Linked DNA regions of Mus musculus: regions 2, 3, 4 and 5 are each linked to region 1. A link is a contact called in public ChIA-PET and HiChIP or PLAC-seq data. All regions are on one chromosome and are shown on one strand. Each heading gives the region's core, a stretch centred on a gene start, on an enhancer-like site or on the middle of the called end of the contact. The rest is flanking DNA. Distances are from core to core; before and after follow the strand shown. Region 1 holds the start of Commd7 (COMM domain containing 7). Region 2 overlaps Hck (hemopoietic cell kinase). Region 3 has its middle 10 kb from the start of Tspyl3. Region 4 holds the start of Plagl2 (pleiomorphic adenoma gene-like 2). Region 5 overlaps Pofut1 (protein O-fucosyltransferase 1).

What was found. ChIA-PET counts read pairs in DNA pulled down with a chosen protein or histone mark. HiChIP or PLAC-seq counts read pairs in DNA pulled down with a chosen protein or histone mark.
Region 2: a contact with region 1 is called in an H3K27ac HiChIP or PLAC-seq map of microglia, with 4 times the contacts expected there. The contact joins the enhancer-like site here to the promoter of Commd7 in region 1. A contact is called at or near these places in 6 of 39 promoter capture datasets (the HPC-7 cell line, embryonic stem cells, hippocampal neurons and 3 more), 1 of 15 datasets of contacts at CTCF or cohesin (embryonic stem cells), 2 of 115 datasets of contacts at active chromatin or transcription factors (microglia and pro-B cells) and 2 of 9 other capture datasets (adipose tissue and liver).
Region 3: an RNA polymerase II ChIA-PET map of memory CD8 T cells shows a contact between it and region 1, with 17 read pairs. The contact joins the enhancer-like site here to the promoter of Commd7 in region 1. A contact is called at or near these places in 6 of 39 promoter capture datasets (the 3T3-L1 cell line, cranial neural crest, fetal liver and 3 more), 1 of 484 Hi-C or Micro-C datasets (regulatory T cells), 1 of 115 datasets of contacts at active chromatin or transcription factors (memory CD8 T cells) and 1 of 9 other capture datasets (liver).
Region 4: an H3K4me3 HiChIP or PLAC-seq map of pro-B cells shows a contact between it and region 1, with 2.3 times the contacts expected there. The contact joins the promoter of Plagl2 here to the promoter of Commd7 in region 1. A contact is called at or near these places in 10 of 39 promoter capture datasets (the 3T3-L1 cell line, the HPC-7 cell line, cranial neural crest and 6 more), 1 of 484 Hi-C or Micro-C datasets (regulatory T cells), 4 of 115 datasets of contacts at active chromatin or transcription factors (the 230-238 cell line, the SCID.adh cell line, memory CD8 T cells and 1 more) and 1 of 9 other capture datasets (adipose tissue).
Region 5: an RNA polymerase II ChIA-PET map of memory CD8 T cells shows a contact between it and region 1, with 7 read pairs. The contact joins the enhancer-like site here to the promoter of Commd7 in region 1. A contact is called at or near these places in 3 of 39 promoter capture datasets (fetal liver, hippocampal neurons and pre-B cells), 2 of 115 datasets of contacts at active chromatin or transcription factors (memory CD8 T cells and pancreatic cancer cells) and 1 of 9 other capture datasets (adipose tissue).

Annotation. Positions count from the first base shown.
Region 1 is chr2:153,631,420-153,634,069 of GRCm38.p6, forward strand. It overlaps Commd7 (COMM domain containing 7), which reads right to left and starts at 1,362. Exons shown (of 9, transcript NM_133850.2): 1 at 1,175-1,362. The coding sequence starts at 1,258.
Region 2 is chr2:153,139,198-153,141,847 of GRCm38.p6, forward strand. All of the region lies in intron 10 of Hck (hemopoietic cell kinase), which reads left to right. Among named protein-coding and RNA genes, the nearest start is that of Tm9sf4, 21 kb to the right of the region's middle. Within about 2 kb of position 1,289, at least 44 of the 459 cell types and tissues checked have an H3K27ac peak or open chromatin away from gene starts, as enhancers often do. A contact at or near this core is called in microglia and neural stem cells, where this site is marked.
Region 3 is chr2:153,213,676-153,216,325 of GRCm38.p6, forward strand. No RefSeq gene overlaps it. Among named protein-coding and RNA genes, the nearest start is that of Tspyl3, 10 kb to the right of the region's middle. Within about 2 kb of position 1,291, at least 139 of the 459 cell types and tissues checked have an H3K27ac peak or open chromatin away from gene starts, as enhancers often do. A contact at or near this core is called in hematopoietic stem and progenitor cells, memory CD8 T cells, pre-B cells and 1 more, where this site is marked.
Region 4 is chr2:153,240,063-153,242,712 of GRCm38.p6, forward strand. Plagl2 (pleiomorphic adenoma gene-like 2) reads right to left here and starts at 1,296. Exons shown (of 3, transcript NM_018807.5): 1 at 1,214-1,296. It overlaps Pofut1 (protein O-fucosyltransferase 1), which reads left to right and starts at 1,470. Exons shown (of 7, transcript NM_080463.3): 1 at 1,470-1,663. The coding sequence starts at 1,525.
Region 5 is chr2:153,261,925-153,264,574 of GRCm38.p6, forward strand. The region is part of intron 6 of Pofut1 (protein O-fucosyltransferase 1); the gene reads left to right. Among named protein-coding and RNA genes, the nearest start is that of Pofut1, 22 kb to the left of the region's middle. Within about 2 kb of position 1,322, at least 78 of the 459 cell types and tissues checked have an H3K27ac peak or open chromatin away from gene starts, as enhancers often do. A contact at or near this core is called in memory CD8 T cells, where this site is marked.

The DNA of each region.
Region 1 (2,650 bases), core at 112-2,611:
ATGTAATACTTTGAAATAACCTTTAAAAAAAAATCAGTAGAATCTCTCTTTCTCCTCCTCTAACCCCTCCAAATAGGAGTCTTCCAGAAATCAGTGGCAACAGCAAAATCTAGCCATTTCCCTGGCCTTTGAAGTTAGACATTTGGTTGTGAATTCCTGGTTCCAGTTTTGCAATTTTTCTGCTTCCACCTTTCTTTCAAGAGGTGGCAATGACAGGTATGGACTACTAATAAATTCTATTTTTGTTATTTACTTATTTTGATATAGGGTCTCACTATGCAGCTCTGGACAGTCTAAAACTCATGAATTAAGAGACCGACCTGCCTTGGCTTTCCAAATGCTGAAGTTAAGGTGAATACTACTCTGTGTTTGTTTGTTTGTTTGTTTTTAATTCTTCAAACTGGCCTGTGTGTGTCTGGGGTTGAGGGCCCCACTTCCTGGGAAGCTAAGACCCCGTCAGGGAAACATCTTGAGGGACGAAGGGTTATTTATCTATTTTAAATGTTTTTTTGACAGGAGGTCTCATGATGTTCAGACGAGGCTTGAACAAGATACTTAATCAAGCCGGGCGGTGGTGGCACACACCTTTAATCCCAGCACTTGGGAGACAGAGGCAGGCGGATTTCTGAGTTCGAGGCCAGCCTGGTCTACAGAGTGAGTTCCAGCACAGCAAGGGCAAATCCTGACTCGGAAAAAAAAAAAAAAAAAAACCAAACCAACCAACCAACCAAAAAAGATACTTAGTGAAAGCTGGATCCTAAGTCCCACCTCCTAAGTGCCGGCATTGACAAGGACCACTGTCACCCGTTTATTCCGTGCAGACGCCCCTCACTTGGCCAATTCCTGCAATGTGAATAGGAGGTGGCATTCGGAGCTCTGCAACAGGGACCAGGCCTTCAAAACAGGCATGGTTCCTTTCCTGGATTGGAAAGGGGTGTGGTCACCGGTCCTGTCTGAGCCTCTTCCGGCTCAGGCCCAGGGCCCCACTTAGGCCGGACCACACTGACACCCACAACCCGTTTGCAGTCGATTTGCCCTCCCTAATCTATTCAAACCGGGGGCCGCTTGGAATCCCCTCATTCCCTCCTCTAGGAGCCTACAAATCTAAGTCCCCACCTCCGGAGTGCGTCCGCCCATTCCTGAGCCCGCCCGCCCCCGTCCAGGCGAGCCCCACCTGAGCGCCCAGCTGGTTCAGCTGCTGCATGTCTCCGCGCACGGCCTCGGGCACCGGGTCCTGCGTGCAGTGCAGGCGGCCCATGGTGCCAGGAACCCCGCAACCGGGCAGCGACGCTCGCTTCCTCCACCCGGGTCTCGCTGCGCTTCCGCAGCCGCACTTTCGCCACACTCCCAGCCGCGGTTCTCGTGACAGCGCACGCGCGACCGCCGGGTTCCAGGAACCGCTCTGAGCAACCCAGTAAGATTCCAAGTCTCTGCCTGGGAGACCCTGAATATAAAGCACTTGTCCCATCTGAGCCTCAGTTTCACAGAATTGTATTATCTAGGGTGGCTGCTGCGGTTTTCAGCCTCCCCAAACTTTTGAGCTCAGAGCCTGGAGCACAGGTCTTCCACAGTTGCTGGTTGCTGTCCACCCCATTGCTGTTAAACATAGGGTACATCTACCTATCGAATATATCAACCATTTTTCTTTTTCTATCTCCTCTATACATTTGGTGTGGAGGATTGGTTCTGGATCTTCACACAGACTTGGCAAGGACTATGCCACTGAGCTACATCAAAAGCTCCCAGAAAATACTAAATGCCCACCAGAGGCCAAGCACTGATAACAGGGAAGGGCATAAACCAGACTATGGTGTCCCTCTGAGAGTCTACACCAGAGTGAAGAAGCAGATCTGAGACTTGGACAGGCATTAGTGTCATCTGGACAATTTCATGAAACCGCCAATGGCTGGGTCCCACCCCCAATCTCTGAGTTCTGAGCAGAAAGGCTTGGGGAACAGCTGGATAATGTACATTTCCCATTAATTCCCAGGAACCACACTTGGAGAGCCTTTGGAATAGAGGAATTTGATCCAGCTAAGGAATGTTGAGAGCCTTGGGCGAGGTGGTGGTCAGAAGGGTTGAGATAGTGAGACCCAAGGCAATCATGACGGAGCTGGGGTCAATCTCAGAGCACGTACCCAGCCCGTTCACCTTCAGAACTCAATCCCTGGCAAGGTGGAAAGACCCAAGCCTGAGTTCTCTGCAGCCACTGGGTGAGTGCTGAGTTCACCCTCATTAGACCTGAGAAAATAGGGGTATATACTCCCTGGGTGCTACGCAAGGGCTGTGCCTGGCATTGCTAGCCTGAGTACCCTGGAAACCTGGGGTTAGAATTGGCTGTCCTTCTGGCACTTCTCTGAAAAGTTTCCCTTTGGAAAACATTGATAAAAAGCTTTCACCCTGAGACTAAGCATATCTAAGAATGTGCAGCTCACAGGACGCAGGTGACCAAGGACAGTTATGACTTGTTCCAACACAAAACTTTAATTACTTAAAACATGAAAGGTGGTCGTATACACCTTTAATCCTAGCATTCAAGAGGCAGAGATAGGGGTGGATCTCTGTAAGTTTGAGGCCAGCCTGGTCTACACCATGGGTTCCAGGCCATCCAGACCTACATAGAAACTCAATCTCAAAGAAAAACAAAAAA
Region 2 (2,650 bases), core at 39-2,538, 490 kb before region 1:
AGATGGAGCACTCTATGCACTGAGGTGGCGTGAGGAGCATGTCCAAGGTGACGTTCATTCTTACAACTTCTCCCTGTGTAGCCTCTCAGCACTCAGTATTTCTTCACAGCCCAGTATCAGAGCTCCAAGTGGGACCTGTCCAAGGTGCAAGCAGTGGGTAAGCCTCTGTTTGCACTGACTTATCAATGCCCTATTGGCCAAAGTCAGTCACAGCAGCCAAGCCCAGAGTCCTGGCAGGCAAATGTAGGAAGGTAATTGTCATTCCGTCGTCCTACAGACCTGAAATCGAGGTATGAAGAATTTAAGTACAAACTGCGCACAATGGTGAATGACTGAAATCGTAACAGTCAGGAAGCAGAGGGAAGATCAGGAGGGCCAGGCTAGACTTGAGCTGCAGAGTGTGTCATTAAAAAAAAAAAAAAAAAAAAAAAAAGTGAAGTTCAGATGAGGAAACTGAGCCCAGGGAGGCTCTGCAGCTGGCCTAAGCTGCAGGGCTGATTAGAGGGAGGGGGTGGCTCCCACAATAATGACAATGGCAAACACCACTGGCTTTATGCAGTTTACTTGTAGATGAGACCACAGGCATTAAAGGAAGGGCTCTCTTAAAGGCCCACCACCTCCCCCCAGGGCCCTGGCTCTGAGTCTGAAGAGCAAGAATTCAGCAAAGAGAAGGGGGCTATGTAAGCCGCTGGGACACATCTTAAAACCCCAATTTAAAATAAATAAGCAAAACAAAAATGGTTCAGTCGTCCAGAGCTTTCCTGGGTGCACACACCCTGGGTTCTGTTCCCAACGTTGTACAAAGCCGGCTAACATTCTTTCTCACCTGCCCCATGGCCACATTCCATGCACAGGCAGTTTCTACCAACTCCTGCTCTCTGCTCTCTGGGGGGAAACCTGGTGGACAGTGGTGCTGTAGGAATGCACAGCCTGGTCCAGGAGCCATCAGAGAAGGCTTCGCTGAGGAAGAGGTCTCCAGTTCCAGGAGCTTGGGGGTTAGAAATTCCACACATGCCGAGGATAAGGAAGGCATTCTAGACAAAAAGAAACAGCCTGTTCAAAAGGCCAAAAAGGCAACGAAGTGGCTGAGCCTGGTCAGCCTGAGCCAGACAGTGGCACAGATGAAAGGGATGTGGCATACAGCCCAGTGGGAACTGAGAATTTGCGGCTGAACCTAGGGTTGAGCTTGGCGGAGACCCAGGTCAGAGCTCTTTTGAGTATGCAAATACCAGGGGCTCAGATCCCGGGGAAGTCTAAGCAGAGGCTCTACTTTCAGAGCCCTGAATGCCAGAGGCATATGGAAATCAAGGCCGGGCACTTGCATCTCAGTGGGTCGGGTCTTCTGGGAAACAATGGTCTGGCCTGTTACTAAAGTATAAGCATGTAAGCAGCTGGAGCTTTGCTGGTGAGCAAGAGTCAAAAGCTACAGCAAGAGCAAATCCTGGGGGCTGGAGAAGTGACTCAGTGGGTAAGAGCACTGACTGCTCTTTTGAAGGTACTGAGTTCAAATCCCAGCAACCACATGGTGGCTCACAACCACCTGTAATGAGATCTGACACCCTCTTCTGGTGTGTTAGAAGTCAGCTTCAGTGTACTTATGCATAATAGTAAATGAAGCTTTGGGCCAGAGCAAGCAGGGACTGAGTTAGCGGAGTTGACAGGAGCATCCCCAACAACCACATGAAGGCTCACAACCATCTGTACAGCTACACTGTACTCACATACATAAAATAAATAAATAAATCTTAAAAAAAAAAAAAAAGAAAGAAAGAAAAAAGAAAGAAAGAGCAACTCCTGCAGCTGGGGAATATGGCTTAGTCAGTAGTGTGCTTGCCCAGCGCACATGAAGTCCCAGGTTTGATCCTCAGCATAAATAGTCAGTGTTATCATTTCAGAATACTAAGTCTTTATCTGTTACATAAGAATGGATGACTTACATGGATGGTGACGTAGCTCAAATGTAGATTCCTTCTTTGGCATGTACAAGGCCCCAGGTTCTATTCCTCACACCAAAAACCAACCAACAAAATTATCCCAGGACCTGGAGAGATGGCTCAGTGGTTAAGAGCCCTGGCTGCTCTTCCAGAGATCCTGGATTCAGTCCTAGCACCCACATGGTGGCTCACAAGCACCTATAACTACAGTTCTAGAGAATCTGGCGTCATATGAAGAACAGTCTGTATCCATGGGTTCTGCATCTGCACGCAACCAACCGCACAGCAAGAATATTCTAAATCAAATGCAGCTTTCAAGTTTGATATCTCTTTTTAGCCCCAGCTTTATTGGTGAAATAAAATTTCATACAATAGATTTTAAAATATATCTTGGGGTTTGGTTTGGTTTGGTTTTGTTGTTTTGTTTTGTTTTGTTTTGTTTTTTTGAGACAGGGTTTCTCTGTGTAGCCCTGGCTGTCCTGGAACTCACTCTGTAGACCAGGCTGGCCTCAAACTCAGAAATCCTCCTGCCTCTGCCTCCCAAATGCTGGGATTAAAGGTGTGCGCCACCACGCCCGGCTTTAAAATATATCTTAATAGAGCTACTCCTAGGTTGGAGAGATGGTTCGGTGGTTGAGAGCACTGGTGGCTCTTCCAGAGGGCCAGGGTTCAATTCCCAGCACCCACATGGTAGCTCACAGCTGTCTGTAACTCCA
Region 3 (2,650 bases), core at 41-2,540, 420 kb before region 1:
TGGACACTGGGAGCCTCATTCAGACCTTACCTGAAGCTAGCTGTAGCTGACGCGCTCTGAGCTCACTTTTTTACTCTTAGATGTCTGCTTAGTTGGTCTGTTACCATTTGTTGTTCTTTGCCTTCAAGCCTTTAACAGACGTCAGTTGTTCCTCTCTGAGTGGGTTTCTTTCTGGATTTCTATTCTGTTCTGCAGCTCTATTTGTTTTTATGCTAGTACTGTACTTTGTTACAGCTTTTTTTTTTATATTTATATACAAATTTCACATTCTCGAGTATAAAAGACAAGAGCAGTCTAGGAACCTGGGCAGCTGCGACACTAACTCTACAGTCAGTCTCATTCCAGATGCCCCTGTTCAAAATCGGCAAAGTGAGAGAAGTGCTCCTCTCAGTTCCATCTTGTTCCAGGCTAAGTTTAACCGGGAAAGGCTTTCTGGGACTGGGAAGATGGCTCAGTGCTTAAATGCTTAGTATATAAGCATGAGGGGCTGGTTTCAAATCCCCAGTGCCCACGGGAAGAACTGGCTCTAGTCACACACACCTGCAGCCTGGGCTGTAGGAGGTAGGAACAGGATTGCTGGCTGATAGTCTCCAGGCCCTGCCTCAAGGGAGTACAGCTGGGAATGATAGCGCTAACATCCTCCTTTGGCCTCTGCATATGACTGCACTAAGGCTGCTCTTTTAACATGTTCTTTAGTTGCTTCAAAGTTACACAGAACTTTACCAAGATATGACTACTGGGTACCTGCACTAATAATTCAACATCAGGATGATGATTTCCAAAACCAAGCCTCTGACCCAGGCCAAGGATTGAGTCCTACTGACTAGGGTGCTAAGTGCACAGCATCAACAGCAAAGCCCCAATCGGCATCAAAACAAACCTCATTTGCTGGGCCAAAGAGTCAGCCATTGGCACCAGAACATGAAAGAAAATGGCAGAAATACAGCTAGGACTTCTGAGGGTGTCATGAGGTACGGCAACACTGCTCTTTTGCAGCAGAGACACAGGAGTCTTCCAAAGAGCCTATGAGGTTTATATGTGACGTTTCCAGTTTGTAGGGTCTAGTCAAGGAGTTGATTGTTGCTCAATGATTCTGCTCTCTTTGGAAAAGCTCTGGTTTTGCAGGCAGTTTTAGGGACTTCCTGTTTTACTAGGCAGACCCGTGCACGCCACCTCTTTGGTAGATTCCAGACTAATGCTGTTCTGCTGGCACGGGGTTAACCACTCAGCACTGGGAGGTCTTGCTGAGGTCACCACTTGTCTCCTGTGTTCAGTTAGTACAGTACACATGGCTGTGTTGCTGTGTTTGTGTCATGTGTCATGTGCAGTGTGTCCTCTGTGTCATCAAGTGCAGCTTTAGCAGAGGAAACCCAGGAAGTGGTCTGTTAAGGCCTGGTGGTTATTCTTCCTGTTGCTATGATAAAGCAATTTAGGGGAGGAAGGTTTATTCTGCATTGCAGTTGGAGGAGATACATTCCATCAGGACTAAGTCCTAGCAGGAGCGTGAGGTGGCTGGTCACGTGACACCCATAGTCATGAGGCAGAGAGCTCTTGAGTACTCGTACTAGACTTCCTTTCTCCCTTCTAGTTCAGTGCAGGACCACAGCCCTTGAAACCACAATTAAAGTGGGACTTCCAGCTTCAATTAACCTAATCTAGATAACCCCTCACAGACACGCCACCAGAGGCTAACCTAAATCTAGATAATCCCTCACACATGTAGCTGGAGGCTGGTCTCCTGCTGAGACTCGATCCTATCACATTGACAATCAAAACCATCACAGGCCTCTAGGGCATTCTTCAATGGGAAGGCTTTTCAACCCTCCTCTTCCTGTTAGATTTACACCATCCTGTAGACAGTGGTCCTGACCATGCATGCGCATGCTAGTGCTGAATTGAGCTGTTGAGCACAATCTTGGAAGTGCCAGGCACTGTGCACAGGATGACTGGCAGCTGGGGACAGCTCACTCACTGAATGCTCAGTCAGCTTCCTGACTCTCCAGTACTGACCGACACCACAGACCACAGCCACAGAGACACTGGAGAGTCCCACCACGCTCACTGTCTCTGAGGTCACTAAGACACCTGCACTGCCATTGAAGCTTTTTAAAATATTATGTATTTATTAGGGGGAAGGGGATGGAAGGAAAAAGAGAGAAAACAATATGACACATGTGGAAATCAAAATGACTTTCCGGAGTTGGTTCTAGCCTCCTGCCCTGTTGAGGCAGGGGCTCTCTTGTTTCTGTGCCTGTGTTGCATATTCCAGACTAGGCAGTCCTTAAAGCTTCCCGGTGCTCCTCCTGTCTCACCCTGCTAGCTGACCTTTAGGGGTGCAAGGATTACAGGTGTATGCCACTGCATGTGGCTTCGGTTTTTGTTGTTGTTGTTGGCTTGATTTGGTTGGTTGGTTGGTTGGTTGGTTGGTTGGTTGGGTTTTCCAGACAGGGTTTCTCTTGTGTAGCCCTGGCTGTTCTGAAACTCGCTCTGTAGACCAGGCTGGTCTTGAACTCACACATTTCCACCTGCCTCTGCCTCCCCAGTGCTGGGATTAAAGGTGTGCATCACCACTGCCTGTTTTTTGTTGCTGTTCTCTCACGGGATTCTGGGATTGGTCCCAGGCTGTCAGACTTGCACAGCTGTGTGAAAG
Region 4 (2,650 bases), core at 46-2,545, 390 kb before region 1:
TTCCCGCTGCCTCCCAGCCCTGGGGAGGCCTGGAGCAAATGGCTGCAACTCACTCGGGCCTCATTTTCACCTACCACCCCTCCGCAACTTAGCAGCCTTTCCCCCAAGAGGAGAGGGTTAGAAACCCAAGGCCAGACTTATCACAGCCCCAGGCTGACAGGTGGAAAAACACACAAGCCAGGAGTCGGTATGCTTGCAGGTGAAAGCCCCAACTCCCAACACGGCCAGGAACGCGGCCCGCCACCGCGCCACCGCCCCCTCCCCCCCCCCCCCCCGCGACCCCGATCTGTTCCAAGCTGGACTGAAGCATGGGGCTGAAGTTGTAGGAAGTCTGGCCCTTAGGCCAGCGGAGAGACTACCCTATTTTGTAGTGTGAAATGTTAAATTCTCCCCACAATTGGAAGGTGGATGTAAAGAGTGGAGACAAGAGACGGGAATTCAATAGTAAGTCTAAAAAGTCTAATAGGATCTGGGGTGGGAAGAGCAAGCATGCACGGTAAAGAATTACGAGCACGTTATTTGAGTCTCTAAGAGACCCCATGGGGGGAAGAGGTAGGGAGATTCTAAAGGTCGAAAGAGCGAGTTCTCTGAATTTCAAACGGGTGTAGAAATGGGACCCTCCCGAAGGAAAATGCCTAAACTTTCCACAATATGATCACTGGGAAGGGAACTTCAGCTAGGGCTTTATTTTGGGTTCTTCGGCCCGAGGTACTGCAGAAAAGCCTGAAAGCAGGTTTATGAAAGTCTGGAAAACGAAAGAGCTTAGAGCAGACTATTTGGAGCAGGAAAAGGAAGGTTATGTGGGTCGGGGTAGGCGTGTCCGAGGGTGGGAACAGGTGCAGCTTATCTATGCCCCCCAGACCGCGATCCCGAGGAAGGTTAGCTGCGTGTTATCTGGGTCTCCAGGGAGTCTGGGGGGTCCAGACTAGGGGACCCTCAGGCTGAGTTTCCAGGTCTAGGAATGGAGGGAGCCTGAAAGGCTTGTTCCGGTCCCCTGGGCACAGGTCTGAGGTCCGGGGAACGTTTTCGTCACTACGGGGCCTATCGGGGGCCCGGCTAGAGCAAAGGGGGCCCCTACTCAGGGGTGTGGGCGACCGCGCTGGGCGGCCCGAAGTGAGGGGCGCCGCCGCTCCGAGAGCCGGGCGTGTGGGCGCAGCGCGACGGCCTCCCGCCCCGCTCCCCACCATCCCCCAGGACCCTCGCCGGCACTCACTGCGCTCGGGACCCCGCGCTGCGGGCCGGGCCGCGCTCGGGCTCCGCCAGGCCCGCTCAGGCCCCGGTAGTGGCGGCGGTCGGGCCATTGTGCGGTGCATTGTGGGAGCCGCGCGAGCGGGCGCTCGGGTCGTGGAGGGGGCGGTGCCGCGGGCTCTCTATGGTCCCGCCCGCCCGCGGGCTAGAGAGGCCCAGCCGGCGCGCGGGCGGCGCGCGGGGAGCACTGGGAGCGGGGCGGCCACTCGCGCCTCTTCTTCCCTCCCACCCCCTCCCCGCCTCCGGGCCGTGGCACTCTGGGGCTCTGCCGTCGACATGGGCGCCGCCGCGTGGGCACCGCCACACCTGCTGCTGCGGGCGTCTTTCCTGCTTCTGCTGCTGTTGCTGCCGCTCCGCGGGCGGTCAGCGGGCTCCTGGGACCTGGCCGGTTACCTGCTCTACTGTCCCTGCATGGGTAAGGCCTCCGGAACCCTCTGCTTAAACGGAGAAACTGAGGCGGAGGAGGCGGAGCCACTTCTCTGAGGCGCCCGGAGACTTCTCAGGTCCAGAGGAGAACACCAGAGAGGGGCAGGGCCTGTGTTCTTCCCTGCCCTACTTGCCTGGGTACAGAGGACCCATTGGTGTTCAACTTGCCATTCGACAGATGGGAGAAGTTAAGTGACTCACTCGAGGTCTAATCAGTCTCAGATCAGTAGATGGAGTTTGTAGGACAAGACCTGCCCGCACTGTCTCGTGGCAATTCTTGCATTCATTCAGCAAAGAATTTATATGCCCCCCCCCCTTTTTTTTAATGTCCCAGGCGCTGTTGTCTGTGCTGGTGGTGAATGAAACAGATAAATCTCATAGGATTCTTCATTTTAGGAAGACAGACAATAAAAAGTTTTTAAGTGCGTGCAGAATTTGTACAAGATGATTCAAACTGGGGTAATAAAAGATAACCAAGGACTCCTAAGAACCAGCGGAGGGATGCAACTTAAATGCAGTCGTGGATCATCATTATATAATCCATCCCTTCTCTCAATCCTTGAGTAGCTTGCATTCCTGACCATGGCCATCATCTGATGGCCTGACCTTGCAAGATTGGCTCCACTCTTCTCCACACCCCTTCTCCCATGGCCCTCTGGCTACAGCCATAGTAACCGGCTTTCTATTGCTTACAGACATAAAGGTCTATGAGCTATTCTTCTCGGAGTACCTTCCTATAATTTCTGCTAACTCTTTCTCATCCTTGAAGTCTCAACATACGTGTCACCAAAGAGGACTCCATTGACCTCTCTACTTGTCATTTCCTGAGTCTCCCTGTCACCAAACCTTTTCATTTTTTCCCTTGCAATCATCAAAATATACCATAAGGAATTTGTTTTCATGTTTAGTGTCTCCTAACCTGAATTAGAATGGAATGCCTTGAGGACAGAAACCTTATCCTTCTGATTTTATATTA
Region 5 (2,650 bases), core at 72-2,571, 370 kb before region 1:
CTTTCTTGCCTCATCCAAGTGCCAGGTTCCAGGCTTTCATCCTTACACCTGGCTCCAGAAATGTCCTTTGGGACTTAAAGTCTACTCACTCTGTAGCCTTGCGAAAAGTTACCTGACCCCTTTGTGCTGACTCCTCATCAATAGAGTAGATCCGAAAAGCACCTGTCTCCGACGACGGCATCTGTAAAGATCTATTTTGTAAAGAAATGATGACGTTTCCCACTATAAAATAATGCTCAGTAAATTAGCTCTTGTTGGTACCAGAAATGAATGAAGGGGAGACCTCTTGTGCTTCGTGAGTGTTTTAGGAAGTGCTGCTCAGCAGCAGAATTTGCTTGGCCGATATTTACGTTGAGGGAGCAGCAGGTGAAAAGTGAGCATGCCTCTGTGGTGGCCGAGGGACTAGTTAGTGAGCATTCGGGAGACCAGGTGACTGAGGACCTCAGATGCCAGCAGCCCTAAGAGGAGGACAGTAGAAAGATGATTTTTTAAAATGAGTGACCCAAGCCGGGCGTGGTGGCGCACGCCTTTAATCCCAGCACTTGGGAGGCAGAGGCAGGTGGATTTCTGAGTTCGAGGCCAGCCTGATCTACACAGTGAGTTCCAGGACAGCCAAGGCTATACAGAGAAACCCTGTCTCCAAAAAAAAAAAAAAAAAAAAAGAAATTATGTAAAAATGGTTCAAAGTTTGACTAAGGACTCTTGACATTTAGAAATAAATAAGGGGTGAATATGTATTTTATTAATATGAATATTTAAAATCAAGGGGGCAGCAGACATTGGGAGCCACTGGCCTTATGTATGGGGCATCTTTCTGTTCTTTCACTTGCTCCACCACCTAAACCATGAGAGATGCCCCAGCCAGCAAGCAAGTATGGGGTCAGTGCCTGCTGGTCTGCCCTGCCCATTTCCTAGATAGAAAATCAGCTGAGAGTCCTCAATGTCCTCTCACTCTATCTGCCCCTGTGTGCTCTGGATGAGGACGGCTGCCCAGAAGGGCAGAGTTAACTGAGGAGTCCCAGGGCCCACAGCAGCTGGAATGACAGAGCTGGTAAATTCAGGAGTGGATGGGACTGTTTGGGGGCTTTTGGCTGAGATTAGAAGATAGTGTCTTTATCAATCCAGGAAACAAGGTTCCTGGTGTCAGAAAGCTTGGTGAATAACAGAGCTCTTCCAGGCAACTCTGCCCACCCCTCCTCACCTGCACGGAGCTGAGACATGTGGAGAGTCCCAGGGGGTTTTCATGAGCTTGAGGGTTGGTGCACTTATTAGTTAGGCCTCCAGCCTCTTGTTATGGCCTACTTCCTGTTCCTATGCTGGGGTTCTTGCCCTACCCTACCCCACCTCCACTCCTCAGCCCCACTTCCTGTAGGCTTATATGTTACTCTCCTCCCCTTCTTGATGTGTGACAACTATGTGTGTGTGCGTGTGTGTGCATGCGTGTGTGTGCATGCGTGTGTGTGCGTGCGTGTGTGTGTGTGTGTGTGTGTGTGTGTGTGTGTGTGTGTGTGTGATGTCAGAGACGTATGTGTGTGGAGGTAAGAGGACAACTTCGGGTACCGTTTCCCTTTTGTTTTGAACAAGATCTCTCATTGACCTGAAACTTAGCAAGTAGGCTAGGCTGTCTAGCCAGCCAGTCCCAAGAACTGCCTGTCTCCTTTTCCATTGCTGGCATTTTGAGCACACACCACTAAGCTAGCTTACTTTAAAAAAAAAAAGTCTCACTGTGCAGCTGTGGCAGGCTTTGAACTCAAGGAGATCAGCCTCTCTCTGTTTCCTAAGTGCTGGGGATCAAACTCAGGTCTTTTTGCTTGCAAAGCATCTTTCTGACAGAGCAGCTTCACCAGCCCCCTACCTTTGTTCAGAGCAGAGCCTCACATTATTAAGCTGGGACCTCAGTGAACGAGAGGTGGTCCTGCCTTCAGGGTCACAGCGTAGACTGAGGGTGAGTGAAGGCTTGTTCAAGCCCAGTTCCCTGAGACTAAGCAGAGCAACAAAGGTTCAGCTCAGGTCCAGCAGGACATAGGGTTAACAGAGAACCACTGAGGGGTTAGAGCCACAAACAGCCCTGTGCTCCAAGAGTAGAGCACAGGGCACTGACCTGGTACATAACAGGGAGGGAGGGCTTCCCCAATGTGGGCCACATGATTGGAGAAGGGAAAGGTAAGCGGTGTTAGCCAGGTAAAGAGAGGTTTACCCCCATGTCTTAGTTAGGCTTACTAGGGCTGTAATAAAGCACTGTGGCCAAAAGTAAGTCGAGGAGGAAAGGGTTTGACTCACACTTCCACATCTCTCATCTCTCTTCATCATTAAAGAACATCAGGACAAGAACTCAAAACAGAGCAGGAACCTGGAGGCAGATGATGCTGAGGCCATAGAAGGGTGCTGCTTACTGGCTTGCTCCTCATGGCTTTCTCAGCCTGCTTTCTTTCTTTTCTTTTTTTTTTTTTTTGGTTTTTCGAGACAGGGTTTCTCTGTATAGCCCTGGCTGTCTTGGAACTTTGTAGACCAGGCACTCAGCCTGCTTTCATATTAGAACCCAGGACCACCAACCCAAGGATGGCACCACCTATAATAGGTTGGACCTTCCACACATCAATCACTAATTAAGAAAATGGTCTAGGACTAGAGAGATGGCTCAGTGGTTAAG